2 separate regions of the Sus scrofa genome follow, and region 2 is linked to region 1. The links are chromatin contacts, called in public HiChIP or PLAC-seq maps. All regions are on one chromosome and are shown on one strand. The core of a region is the stretch at or near the end of the contact, and the rest is flanking DNA. Distances in the headings are between cores, read along the strand shown. Region 1 holds the start of HMGCS1 (3-hydroxy-3-methylglutaryl-CoA synthase 1). Region 2 holds the start of PAIP1 (polyadenylate-binding protein-interacting protein 1).

Region 1 (6,836 bases), core at 1,651-4,150:
CAGGAGAAATAGTCCAGGAGTTCTCTTGTGGTGCAGCGAATTAAGGATCCAGCATTGTTACTGCAGCAACTTGCTGTGGCACAGGTTCAATCCCTAGCCCAGGAACTTCCACATGCCATAGGCACAGCCAATTAAAAAAAAAAAAAAAAAGCCCTGATAGGGAACTAAACTTTGAACTGACAGAATAGTTAGGCAAAATAAAGCTGTTTAAACCTGAAGAGAGATAGCTTTAACTGACACATTTGAAGATTCCTCTTGTCCCATCTTTTCCTACCATTTATCAAGTAAGATAGAGGCTGGAAAGTCAACTCTTTGCTGTGTTTATTATTCTCTCCTCCATCTTTAGACTATAAACTGCATCTGTCTTTCAGTTGCGTCTTCCTACTGTCTAGCTTGAATGGGAGCCACAAATGGGAGCTGCATATGTGGGTTTACATTTTTTAGCAGCCACACTAAAAACTTAAAAAACAGATAAAGTTAATTTTAATATTGTATTTTACTTAACCCAATGTAACTAAAATACTGTTACAAGGAGTAATTAATGTAAAAATTATTAGAGATAGTTCCCTTTTTTGGTAATTAAGTCTTTAAAATTTGGTGTGTAGTTTCCACTTACAGTATAGCTCACTTTGGAATAGCCACCCTTTAAGTGTTCAGGAATAATATGTAGCTAGTAGTTGCCTTATCGGATAGCACAGGTTAGCACAATCTGTCACAGAGTAAAAAGTAAATGTGCGTTCAATGGGTGAATTTATAACGCTAAATGTTATCATTACATCTTGAGAAACTTTTGTTCCTTTCAGAGTAGGGCAGAATAATAAATTATACTTTCTCTTTGATGTATGGCAGCCACAGTGCTTTACTAGTACTACGTGGCATTAAATCTAGAAACAATATAATGAAACATACATATTAACATATCTTAAAAGTGCACATTCAAGTATGACATGCTTATGTTAAAGTGTAGCTCCAAAAAACTTGCAGCCCCTGCCAAAATAAATATAGGTATATTTTGTCCTCAGTTGCATGGACCCTAGCTAATATTTGTGTAGACTGGTATAATCCATAATCTGGTATAATTCTATATTCCACAGAATAGAAAAGGCTTATTTTTAAAAGTTCACTTGAGATGTTCTATATTTAATTACTAATCCATTTTGTTGTCTGTTGCTTGACTTCCCAATAACCAAAAACCATGCTCACCTTGTTTCACTGGAGATTAATTTGATCAAAAAGACAATCTGAACCTGTGGGAATTTCCTGTTGTGCAAGATGATAATAAGACTATCTGGCTAATCATTTCGTATTTTGTACTCCTGGGGTTGGAACTGTTATCCCTTTCTAAGGACAAAGCCTTATCTTCTTTCTAGTGGTTGTCCTTAATACCTTTCAATGCATTTTAACATGCTAAGAATGTTTAAATCTGCCCTCAGAACTGGTGTTGGTCACAGTCAAGCAGTGTTTCTCTCTTTTTATCACCTACTTTACGAAGGTATTAATGATATTGATTCTGGAATAGAATGTCATGGGCAACGCTGTGGAGTATTACCATTATCAAGTGGTCCTCTCTCCCAAATAATTTATGCCACTACTTCATAGTGGCTCCATTACCAATATATTTTGCCACTTTCCTAAGAATGTCTCTTACTAGGTTAGTATCTATAGCGGATAATGAATTTCACATAATAGAAGTTGTGTGCTGCATAGAATCATCAAAGTCCTCTTATCAACTGCTTTTCTGGGTCATAATGAAACTGAGGAGGAGAGAGAGACAGAAACAACTCTGAACCTCTCATGGTCTCCCATCAAGACTAAGTACTACCATTTCTCTATCTGAGATGAGGCAGAGTCTAATTTAAGGCCATAATTGTCCTCCTTTGGATTCTCCCAGTGCTTGAGTGATTTCCTCCAGCTTGACATGCTCCTCTATATTTTCTGAGGAAACTAGGTAGTCAATACCCTGTGGACTTACTGAGAATTTGGGGCCCTTTTCCTTCTTTCAACAACCTTTTATTAGTCAAGTACCACATAAACTCAGAAGATAGTGAGAAATGGGCCAGATGGAGCCCATTCCCTCAGAGTGTATGGGCTAGCAAAAATCCCAGAATAAGGACCTACTCCCTGCTTAGGCAAGGCCCCTTACCCTCTTCACTGGTGTCTAACCCCAAACCATCACATTTTAGTTTTAATTAGGAAGAACTGTCCCAATAATACAGTTAAGGGAGTTTTGTATAGACGTGACACTACTGAGTATCTGCAAATCTGGTATTTAGAACCTGTTATGTAAATATTTGCCAATTTACAAATTTTAGTGACATATTCTGCTCCAACTTGTAATGCTGGAGCACTTGGCTGCTCTGGGAAACTAGAAAACGTTAAGATTGAACTAAAATCAAGTATTTCAGAAATCTTATAGGCGAATCCTAGCTCTGGTTGCTAGGCAACCTGACAGACTCGTCGACAAGGAAGACTTGCCTCCCTCACTTGACCATCTCGCCCCAGTGGTGGGACGCGAAGGTTTCATTGGCCCGCATCTCTACTCACACGGCTCCAATTGGGTGGAGAACCTCTCACTCCGCTCCTGTTGGTTCTCGCCGTGTCTCGCCGCTCTGTCATTGGTAGGCCGGCTCTCGGGCCACCACACGTCACTCTCTCACCCCACTTCCTTGCCCTCTGGCTTTGTCCCCGCCCCTTCCCCCGCCCTTGAAGCCACGAGGGAAAATCCCGCCTCTAGTTTCCTTTGGATTGGTTGAAGCTGGGTTGGGGGACGGGCGCTGCCAGGCTACTCTGCCCTCCGCGATTGGCTGCTGGAGCCACTGTCCCACCTCCCAGAGACTCCCGGCGGTGCCGGAGTCGGGTGGGTCGGCCACTATAAAGCTGGTGGCAGAGGGGAAGCGCCGCGTACTCCCCATCCGTTGGTCGTTATTTTTCCACGGCCACCGCCGGGTCACATTTGGGTGAGTGTCCCGCGCGGAGAAGGAGACTTGGGCTGCTGAGGCCCCGTGGGCACGGTGAGGGCTCCGCGGAGTCGGTGTCCTTGACTAGGCCCGAAGGAGCTCTGGCTCCGTCCGGGTCAGGGCTGAGGCTAGACCCGGCCCGGGAGGATGGGGAGCCGTGAGCGGAGGATGGGGAGCCGTGCCAAGTTGCGGAGGCCCACCGCGGCAGGTCCTAGGAGGGACCGGGGCCCACTGATGTGGGCAGGCGAGTCGCAGAGGGTAGAGGGCGTTGAGGGCTAGGGTTCTGATGACAGTCATTCAGGAGCTGGAGGTGCCAGAGAAGTGGCTGTGACCGCCTTGAGAGGATGGGAGGGGGGCACATGAGGGGGACGAGAAAGGAGATGGGTTGCGGCGAGGCAGTGGTGGGGGGGGTGGTCCTGGAGACTTGGCTTAGGGTGGACACAGAAGCATGGGGAAGATCACACTTGGAGGCTTGTAGGTTGGCAGGGGGTGTGTCCTCCTGGCATATTTACCGGGAGGAAGTGAGCTGGGTAGCATTACTCCTTCTCTAGCTCAGGTGCGACAGGGCATCACAACAGTGATTTTACCTGGCTGAGCACTTTGGGCTTTTGACTGCTTCGGCCTGTGCCTGCTTCAAATATAGCAGATTGCCGTCTGCCACGTTCTCGCCTACGTATTTTTAATGCCCATTAAAAACAAATAGGTTTCCTTGATGTTTCTTGTCTCCCTCCTGCTAATGACTTCAGGACTAGCCTGACTTGATAAGAAGTAAGGGGGAGGCACCTACAGAGTGTTCACGCACAATAGGTTTTGACTTAAACCAAGGACATTTCAAAGCTCAGTATATGGAGTCTTTGAAAAATGTGTGTCCTGCCCTGACTGGTGGTAGAGAAAGGATTACTCTGACCCAGCCTGGAGGAAAGATGTGGACAACAGGTAAAGTGGGGCTGTCCCAGCTGGTCGTGTTTGCCCTAGGACCTTGGTTTTAGCGCATCACAGGCTTCTTTGCTCACCTCAACTGAAGCTCTCCGCTCCCCACTCCCCACTCCCCGTGCTCTTGCCAACGGGCTGCAGGATGATGTGTTCTGCCTGCTGCTAAGTAGCATTCGCTCTATTCCAGGGATGAATCATGAAAAACAATGGAAAAATAAATGACAAAATTAAGACAAATGGAAGTGCTTGTATAGTTAGCAGATTTTTCCTTCTGAGGTGGAGTTTGGACTTTTATTGCATAGATTTCTATTAGAAGGCAAATTGAAAGTCCTTAGCCTGTATCGGTGCCAAATGGTTCTTTGTAGCTTGAGACGTCTAGGCAGTTTGTGTTCTTTATTTTTAAAAGTTCAGTTATTTTTGTGTGGATAAGGAGAGCAGGATAATGGTGTATCTTATGGGAAAGGAGAAAGACTTTCTTTTCTGTGTCTAAACTTTGTTGGTCTAAGTTTGTAAATCTGCCCTTTAATCGGTTTCAGTTTAGTTTGGTTTAGTTAGTAATGCCAGTTCTCAAAAAGTATTTCCAGTGGGGAGAGTTAAATGGATATTGTGTTTGGGACCATAGAAGGCCACGTCATCTATTGGGCTAATTCTGGGCCTCATTTTTTATTTTTATATTTTTATTTTTCTTAAATATTCCTCTAAGATGCTTTTACATCTTGTTTCTCTTAACTGTGTGATTGATTTTGAGATTTTTTTTTTGGCGGGGGGCACACTCTCGGTATAAGGAGGTTTCCAGGCTAGGGGTCTAATCGGAGCTATAGCCACTGGCCTACGCCACAGCCACAGCAACGCAGGATCCTTAACCCACTGAGAGAGGCCAGTTATCAAACCCCCATCCTCATGGGTACTAGGGGTTCATTAACTGCTGAGACATGACAGGACCTCCTTGAGATTTTAGATAACTTTTCTCACAGGAAATGCAGAACCCTGATATTGATGTGATGTGTGTTTCCTGGGTACCTTAGCATTAGTTAAAACAGGAATCCAGTGGACTGAATGCCAGGAGATTCGTTGGGGTTGTGGATGGGACACTCAGTGGGTTATATATCATAATTGCTATTTAGATTCATTTGGAAACAAATATAGCATCTTATAATTTTATGTTGGGTTATCAAACCAAATATCACAGACGGGTATGGTATTTTTGTTTCTCAAGAAGGTCGTATAGGGAGTTCCCGTCATGGCACAGTAGTTAACGAATCCGACTAGGAACCATGAGGTTGCGGGTTTGATCCCTGCCCTTGCTCAGTGGGTTAATGATCTGGAGTTGCTGTGAGCTGTGGTGTAGGTTGCAGATGCAGCTTGGATCCCGAGTTGCTGTGGCTCTGGCATAGGCCAGCGGCTACAGCTCTGATTCGACCCCTAGCCTGGGAACCTCCATATGCAGTAGGAGCCACCCTAGAAAAAGCAAAAAGACAAAAAAGAAAAAAAAAAAAAAAAAAAAAAAGAAGGTGGTATAGATTAAAAACATGTTGCCCAATCTAGTGGGTGGGTATAGGACTCAATTTTTTTTTAAATTGTGGAGTCGTGAAAACTTTATAGATGGGCTCAATTCCTAAATAATCCATTCAACCAAATGCTTGGCTTGTGGTGATACCCACTTACTGTCTGTTAACTGGGTATAGTAAGAGCAGTAGAAGAGAAGCTAAGCTTTCAAAGCTGACAGCCTTCATCTTTGCAGAGTCTGTGGTTGGGGATGTGTGTGTGTGTGGGAATGATTTTACACAGATGTTCTCTTCAGGTTCCATTTGAACTTATATTTTTCAGGGAACAGTTGAAACTTAGACATTTGCTGTGAAAAGCAGCAGTAGAAAGCCAGTTTTCTTAAACTTTTGGATACGATTTGGTGCTGCAGCTCTTTTTTTTTTTTTTTTTTTTTAGGGCCCCACCCATGGCATATGGAAGTTCTCACGCTAGGGGTTGAATCTGAGCTGCAGCTGCCTGCCCATGGCCCCAACCACAGCAACGCGGGTTCCCAGCCGCCTCTGCGATGCACACACCACAGCTCAGGTTAACGCTGGATCTTTAACCCACTGAGCAAGGCCCGGATCAAACCCAGCCCCTCATCGATACTAGTCGGGTTCGTTACCTCTGAGCCACAAAGGGAACTCTGGTGCTGCAGTTTGTCTTAAAAGTGAGAATGAAAAGAACAAGGGAGTTCAAAAGAATCAAAATACAGCCCTTCTCCCATAAGGAGTCTAAGAATCCAATATGGTTACGAAGATTGTTTTCCATTGAGAATAGCATATGAAGTCATTGGTGTCAGTGTGAATGACATACCTGTAGGAGTGCAGGACTCTGATCAGAAAACCCTAGGAAGCCTTTCTGGAAGAGGGAGCTTAGAACAGAACCTTGAAATATGAGTAGAATCTCTGATAAGCAGACCAGTAACTCTGAGGGGAGGCAGGAATGTCCGTGTTTTTTCCTTAAGAGAACGAGGCTAGAGTTGGGCAAGGCTTTTCTTAGAGTTTTGCTTGCTTGCTCCTTAGGAGGAAACGTTTCCAGCTCATTTTCAATTAAAAAGGTTTCTCGGATTTCTCTCCTGTAATAGTGAAAAAGATCAGCAGTAACTGCTTAAGGTTTATCATGTACTAGAATGTGTACTGGATGAATTTCTCCCACTATTTATTGAATCAAGGCTGAGGAGAGAGGAGGAATTCAGAACACTGAACGAACTCCAGGAGAAAGTTGGTTGGGCTAGGCAGTCTCAACATTCGGTTTTTCAGCTCAGGAATCTCCAAATGTGCTTTATGGTAACCTGCCCAGCCCAGCTGTTTGTGATTCTCACTTGCTCTGAAAAGACCCCCGTCTGTTAGAAATAAGCTAATGACCTGCCTGAGACTTGGTCAGGATAGCGAACTCTTCAAGCAATTACAGAAGAGAATG
Region 2 (6,836 bases), core at 2,961-5,460, 180 kb before region 1:
TCTAAGCCTCCAGGAAAAAACTTTAGACTGCTGATGCTGGAAATGATACAAGACATTGGAAATAAACTGGAGGCAAAGATGGCTAACTTAGGAGTTCCCATCGTGGCTCAGTGGTTAACAAATCCGACTAAGAACCATGAGGTTGAGGGTTCGATCCCTGGCCTTGCTCAGTGTGTTAAGGATCTGGTGTTGCCGTGAGCTATGGTGTAGGTCTCAGACACGGCTCAGATCTGGCATTGCTGTGGCTCTGGGGTAGACTGTAGCTCCGATTCAAGCCCTAGCCTGGGAATTTCCACATGCTGCGAGTACAGCGCTAGAAAAGACAAAGACAAAAAAAACAAAACAAAACAAAAAAAAACACTCCCTAACACCATACACAAAAATAAACTCAAAATGGATTAAAGACCTAGATATAAGACCAGATACTATAAACTCTTAGAGGAAAACATAGGCCAAACACTCCCTGATATAAAGGACAGCAACATCTTCTCAGATCCACCTCTTAGAGTAATGACAGTAAAAATCTCTTAGAGTAATGACAGTAAAAACAAAAATAAACAAATGGGACCTAATCAAACTTAAAAGTTTCTGCACAGCAAAGGAAACCATAAACAACATGAAAAGACTTATAAACGTAAACAACCCTAAACAACATAAAAGACTTATAAATCTCCAAAACTTATAAACGCCTCCTACCACTCAATACCAACAAAACAAACAACCCCATCAAAAAATGGGCAGGTCTAAACAGACAATTTTCCAAAGAAGACATACAGATGGCCAAAAAAAAACATGAAAAGATGTCCAACATCGCTCATTATTAGAGAAATGCAAATCAAAACCACCATGAGGTACCACCTTACACCAGCCAGAATGGCCATCATCAAAAAGTCTACAAACAAGAAGTGCTGGAGAGGTGGTGGAGAAAAAGGAACCCTAGTACACTGTTGGTGGGATTGTAAATTGGTGCAACCACTGTGGAAAACAGTATGGAGATGCCTCAGAAAACTAAAAATAGAACTCCCATTTGATCCAGCAATCCCACTCCTGGGCATCTATCCAGAGAAAACCATGACCTGAAAAGACACATGTATTCCAATATTCATTGCAGCACTATTTGCAATAGCCAAGACATGGAAACAACCTAAATGTCCATCGACAGAGGAGTGGATCCAGAAGAGGTGGTACATATACACAATGGAATATTACTCAGCCACTAAAAGGAACGAAATACCGGCATTTTTAGCAACATGGGTGGACCTAGAAATTATCATGCTAAGTGAGGTCAGTCATACAATAAGACACCAACATCAAATGCTTTCACCGACGTGTGGAATCTGAAAAAAGGACAGACTGAACTTCTTTGCAGAACAGATGCTGACTCAACAGACTTTGAAAAACTTAGGGTTTCCAAAGGAGACAGTTCTGGAGGTGGGTGATGCACTGGGTTTGAGGGATGGAAATTCTATAAAATTGGATTGTGGAGTTCCTGTCGTGGCTCAGTGGTTAATGAATCCGACTAGGAACCATGAGTTTGCAGGTTTGGTCCCTAGCCTTGCTCAGTGGGTTAAGGACCCGGCATTGCCATGAGCTGTGGTATAGGTTGCAGACTCGGCTCGGATCCTGTGTTGCTGTGGCTCTGGCATAGGCCAGTGGCTACAGCTGCTATTCGATCCCTAGCCTGGGAACCTCCGTGTGCCGCAAAAGCGGCCCAAGAACATGGCAAAAAGCCAAAAAAAAAAAAAAAAAGAAAAGAAAATTGGATTGTGATGATCATTGGACAACCATAAATGTAAAAAATTCATTGAGTAATAGAAAAATAAAAAAAAATAACAGTCCCTTTGGGGCCTACACTGCAACTCAATGTAGGGCAATGTCAACTTTTTCTAACATGCATCAAAAACCACTATCAGCCTCTATCCATTAACTAGTTCAAAAGCCACTTCCATAATTTTTAGGTATTTGTCACAGCTGCACCCCACTTCTCAGTACCAATTTCTGTTCCAGAGAAACAGAATTAATAGGAGAGATAGGTAGATATAATTTATTATAAGGAATTGGCTTATATGATTATGGAGGCTGAGAAGTCCCATGATTTACTATCTGCAATCTGGAAACCCAGGAAAGCTAGAGCCTAAGTCTGAAGTCCTGAGAATCAGAGCTACAGTGGTATAAAAAATCCATTCATGTTGTCCCCAAGTCTGCTTCTCATATATGGTAATGGGCTGGAGTTACATGACAGTAAATAGGGGGAAGTCAAAGGACAATATCTCACTTACCTAACTTGTCTAACAAGAGGGGCTGTAAAGAAACCTGGATGCCACCATGGATGCTGATAAGAGTGAGATAACAAAGATTTAGGTGTAGAAAGGAAGCTATCCATCAAAAAGTTCTAAGGGGAAAAAGAGGGTAAAGAATGCAAACAGGGGAGTTCCCGTCGTGGCGCAGTGGTTAACGAATTCGACTAGGAACCATGAGGTTGCGGGTTCAATCCCTGCCCTTGCTCAGTGGGTTAATGATCCGGCGTTGCCGTGAGCTGTGGTGTAGGTTGCAGACAAGGCTCGGATCCCGCGTTGCTGTGGCTCTGGCGTAGGCTGGCGGCTACAGCTCCATTTCGACCCCTAGCCTGGGAACCTCCCATATGCCGTAGGAGCGGCCCGAGAAATGGCAAAAAAAAGACCAAAAAAAAAAAAAAAAAAAAAGCCTGGGATAGGATTGGAGCATCTACTTCAGTGGAACATACAGAATAACTCTGTTAATGAGCACACAGTTTATGGGTCATCTGTACACAATAAAAAGTCCAGGCAAGAGGTGACTGATGACTACATAAAAGAAAGGATTTTTGGTATAAGCATTACCTCATCTAATTTTTAAAGTGTAACCTTGTCTTTGTAATATATGCCACTGCTACTTATTATAAGTATACTCATTATACTTATTACATAAGTGAGGAAAGAGGCTCAGTGGAACTAACTCCTTTACTTACCCAGGATCACATAGGCATTAAGGGGCACCACCAGGATCCAGACCAGAACTTCGACCTATTTTGAATCCTACATGCTTTCTCAACACCAAGGCACCACACTTCTTGCTAGCTTCCTTCCCTGGCTTCATTGTTTTTGCCACCAATCAACAGCATGAATCATTTATTCATGACTGCCTTCATTAAAGCCATTTTCCTCTTTCATTTAAGTGAAGACGTTAATGTTTTCTTTATTAGCAAGAAAATGGTTAACAAGAAGTTTTATTCTTAACTGAAATTATTCTCAAGCTTAACAAGATTGAAAAGCAGTAAGCCTTGCTTAAAACACAGAATTTGTGAAGATGTTTCAGTCTAACAGTTAAGAAATATTTTTTCTCCTTTTCATTACTTATATCATCCCTCATTTGGCTTTAGCACTGTCAGACTTGACTTAAACACACACACACACACACACACACTAACTTATACATAATGTCTAGAACTTTGCTGTGCAGTGCAGTAGCCACTACACTTGAAATGTGCCTAATCCCGAGAAAGATATGCTGGAAATGCAAAGTATACTGATTTTGATTAATATGAAAAGAGAGAAAATATCTATTAATATCTTTCTTTTTCCTTCTTTTTAGGACTGCATCAGCAGCATATGGATGTTACCAGGCTAGGGGTCCAATCAAAGCTGCAGCTGCCCACTTAGTCACAGCAACTGGGATTCAAGCGGAGTCTGCAGCCTACACCACAACTCACAGCAAGGCTGGATCCTTAACCCGCTGAGCAAGGCTAGGGATCCAGCCAGCATCCTCTTGGATCCTAGTCGGCTTCATTACCACTGAGCCACAACAGGAACTCCTCATTAATATCTTTAATTACATGTTTTGAATGATACCATTTGGGATCTATTGGACTAAGTAAAATATATTATCAAAATTAATTTCACCTGTTTTTATTTTCCTTCGGGTAATGTGCCTTCTAGAAAATGTATAATTACGTAAGTGGCTTGCATTTGTGGCCCGCACTATATTTTGATTGGACAGCAGTGGTAGAAGATGAAAAAGAGGGGAGTTTTATTGAAAGGTAGCGTGTTTTCTTAAAATTTCTGGAGAGGATGAAAAAAGGGAAGAGAGTCAAGCTTGGCCCCAGCGTGACCTACCATGATAAATACTGGGACTTGAGAAGGACGTGGGCGGGGGGGCATGTTTAGATTCCGTTCCTATTTCCCCCCCCCCCCCCGCGGCTAACGTTGCGGGTGGCAAAGAGCTTCCAGAGCCCCCTTCCCGACCAACCCTCGGGTCTCGCCGGCGCCGGGTCATTGAACACACCTGCGCGCCCACGGAGGTGCGCGTCCGCGAACCCTGGCGCCGGCTCACGCCCCCTCCCCCCGTATTTTTATTTTCCCGGCATCAACCGTCAGTCTCGCACTTCTCTCCTGAGAACCACCGAGTAAGCAGACCCTTTCAGGGGTAAGCGCCCCTCTCTGCCCCCAGCCCGGTTCCGTTTGCCGGGATGCCCCCGCGGCGGGCAGGGCTATCTAAAGGCCTAGGTGCCGCTTGTCCGGCGGCCTGCTGGGCCGCGGCAGCCCGCCCGCCGGGAACGGGAGGAGCTGCGGCGGGCGTGCCCGGGGCCTCCGGGCCGCGGGGGGCCGCTGTGACCTGCCTTCGCCCCCGCCGCACCGAAGGCGGGGGAGCCGGGTTTTGGGGGAGAATCGGAAAAAGCTGAGGGTAGCCGAGGGGGGCGGGCGCTCCGGAGCGGCGGGTTCCGTGGGTGCTCCAGCTGCCGTCCGCCCCGCCCGAAGCGCGGGGAGCCGAGCAGGGCCCAGAGTCCTCCTCCTCCATGAGGCCCGAGTGAGCGCGGCGGCGAGAGCCGGCCCGCGGCGCCTCCCCCCGCGTCCTCTCCAGAGCGCAGCGGCAGCGGCCCCCGGAGGAGGAGGAGGAGGAGCATGTCGGACGGTTTCGATCGGGCCCCAGGTGCTGGTCGGGGCCGGAGCCGGGGCCTGGGCCGCGGAGGGGGCGGGCCTGAGGGCGGCGGTTTCCCGAACGGAGCGGGGCCTGCTGAGCGGCCGCGGCACCAGCCGCCGCCGCAGCCCAAAGCCCCGGGCTTCTTGCAGCCACCGCCGCTGCGCCAGCCCAGGACGGCCCCGCCGCCAGGGGCCCAGTGCGAGGTCCCCGCCGGCCCCCAGCGGCCTCCCCGGCCCGGGGCGCTCCCAGGTACGGAGCCGCTCTAGGGGACCCTGTCCTCCAGGGCCAACGCTTCCCCAGGCCCTCCGCGCGCGCCCGAAGTCGGCGCGCCGTCTTCCTCCCTCGGGTTCCCCGAAAGCATTCCCCAAAGGGCCCGGTTGTTGCGGGGTGGGGACGGGCCCGGAACGGGGTTTGGAGGGTGGCGGATCGAATTCTTTGTGCGCCCGGGCTGGGGGAGGGGCCCGGTGCGCTGTCCCCGAGTTCTGCTGTCCCGGGAGGAAGTAAAAATTGCCTCCCCCTCCCCAGCCCCCCGAGAGGGAGGCCTGAGGCGGGCAGCCACCTCTTTTTAACCGACTCCTTCGAAAAGAAAAAAGGAAAAAATAAGCCTGAAGCGTTCATTTAGGAAGCAGGTATGTTCATAAACGAACTAAAGCAAGTCTATTGTTCCTTTTTGCAGGCTCTGTACATATTCTGGCGATAACCTTACATTTCCTGATCGTTCTTGTATAACTTAAAAACCAGCCCTACTCAGATGGCTTTTCATTATATAGTAAGTTGTTATGCAAAGGAATGAATGCATCTTAACACCCCCTTTTTTCCCCTTTCTCAGAACAAACGAGGCCCCTGAGAGCTCCACCTAATTCACAGGATAACATCCCACAGCAGAATTTGGAGTCAGCAATGGCTAAACCCCAGGTGGTGGTAGCTCCTGTATTAATGTCAAAGCTGTCTGTGAATGCCCCTGAATTTTACCCATCAAGTTATTCTTCTAATTATACAGTAAGTACATCCTTTTCACCGCAACTTTAGGTTAATATTACCGGAATAATGTTATTACATCATTATCAGAGTATGCTGGTGCTTTCTGTGCTGCACATACGCATTACGAATTCGTTGAAATCGTGAGGAAACAAAATTGATTCAGGAATATATTGTGTAGTTATCAGAATGTAAGCTTGAGAGTAGACAGTCTTGTTTGTCTCGTTTGTTCACTGTTGTATTACAGCATCTATAGAATAGCTCCAAGGCCAGTAAACTTAAGGTGGTCAAGGACACCTTTAAGCTATAAAACTAAAATCTGTGTTCAAACTTATGGACAGTCTATAGAATAGTGGCCTGGCAAAGTTAATTTTTAATTCGATTTTAGCAGGACTGTTGAATATTTATTGGTAGCTTTAGGTAAATTAAACAGTGGTTTTGCTGCAGACTAATTGAGGTAGGTTTTTAATGTGAAGTACACCTCTGGGCTCTGTTGTGTTAAAATAGAAGTGTTTCTGGTTCTAATTAACTATTATGTAGAAATGTCATAGGGAGTTTTGATAGTGTTTACAAATTGTGTAAAGAACTTGAAACTTTCAGATTCATCTTTGTCAATAACATAAGGATTTTAGAAATTGGTCACACTTTTCTTAAATAGGAGAAAACACCAAGCACAGTTGATATATAGAAAAAAATTTGTTTTTCCAGGTAAAAGTATAGCAATTATTTGTAGATAAGTGGGGCAGAGACCATTCTGGTTGAAGAAATGATAGTACCTTAGCATAAGCCCTATCTTAACTGTCTTCTTAGTTTTTTTGACATATATAGAATAGTATGCATAGAGTTTAGCTAAAGTTTTACAAAGTGAATACTCAGACAACCAGCATCCAAATCGAGAAAGGGACTATTAGTTACCACCATCC

The links. HiChIP or PLAC-seq counts read pairs in DNA pulled down with a chosen protein or histone mark.
Region 2: an H3K27ac HiChIP or PLAC-seq map of alveolar macrophages shows a contact between it and region 1. The contact joins the promoter of PAIP1 here to the promoter of HMGCS1 in region 1. A contact is called at or near these places in 1 of 47 Hi-C or Micro-C datasets (mesenchymal stem cells) and 1 of 2 datasets of contacts at active chromatin or transcription factors (alveolar macrophages).

Annotation. Positions count from the first base shown.
Region 1 is chr16:27,953,260-27,960,095 of Sscrofa11.1, reverse strand. It overlaps HMGCS1 (3-hydroxy-3-methylglutaryl-CoA synthase 1), which reads left to right and starts at 2,900. Exons shown (of 11, transcript NM_001252215.1): 1 at 2,900-2,957. LOC106508153 (a long non-coding RNA gene) reads right to left here and starts at 2,667. Exons shown (of 3, transcript XR_001304747.2): 1 at 2,545-2,667.
Region 2 is chr16:28,131,670-28,138,505 of Sscrofa11.1, reverse strand. It overlaps PAIP1 (polyadenylate-binding protein-interacting protein 1), which reads left to right and starts at 4,210. Exons shown (of 11, transcript XM_005657616.3): 1 at 4,210-4,440; 2 at 5,765-5,934. The coding sequence starts at 5,836.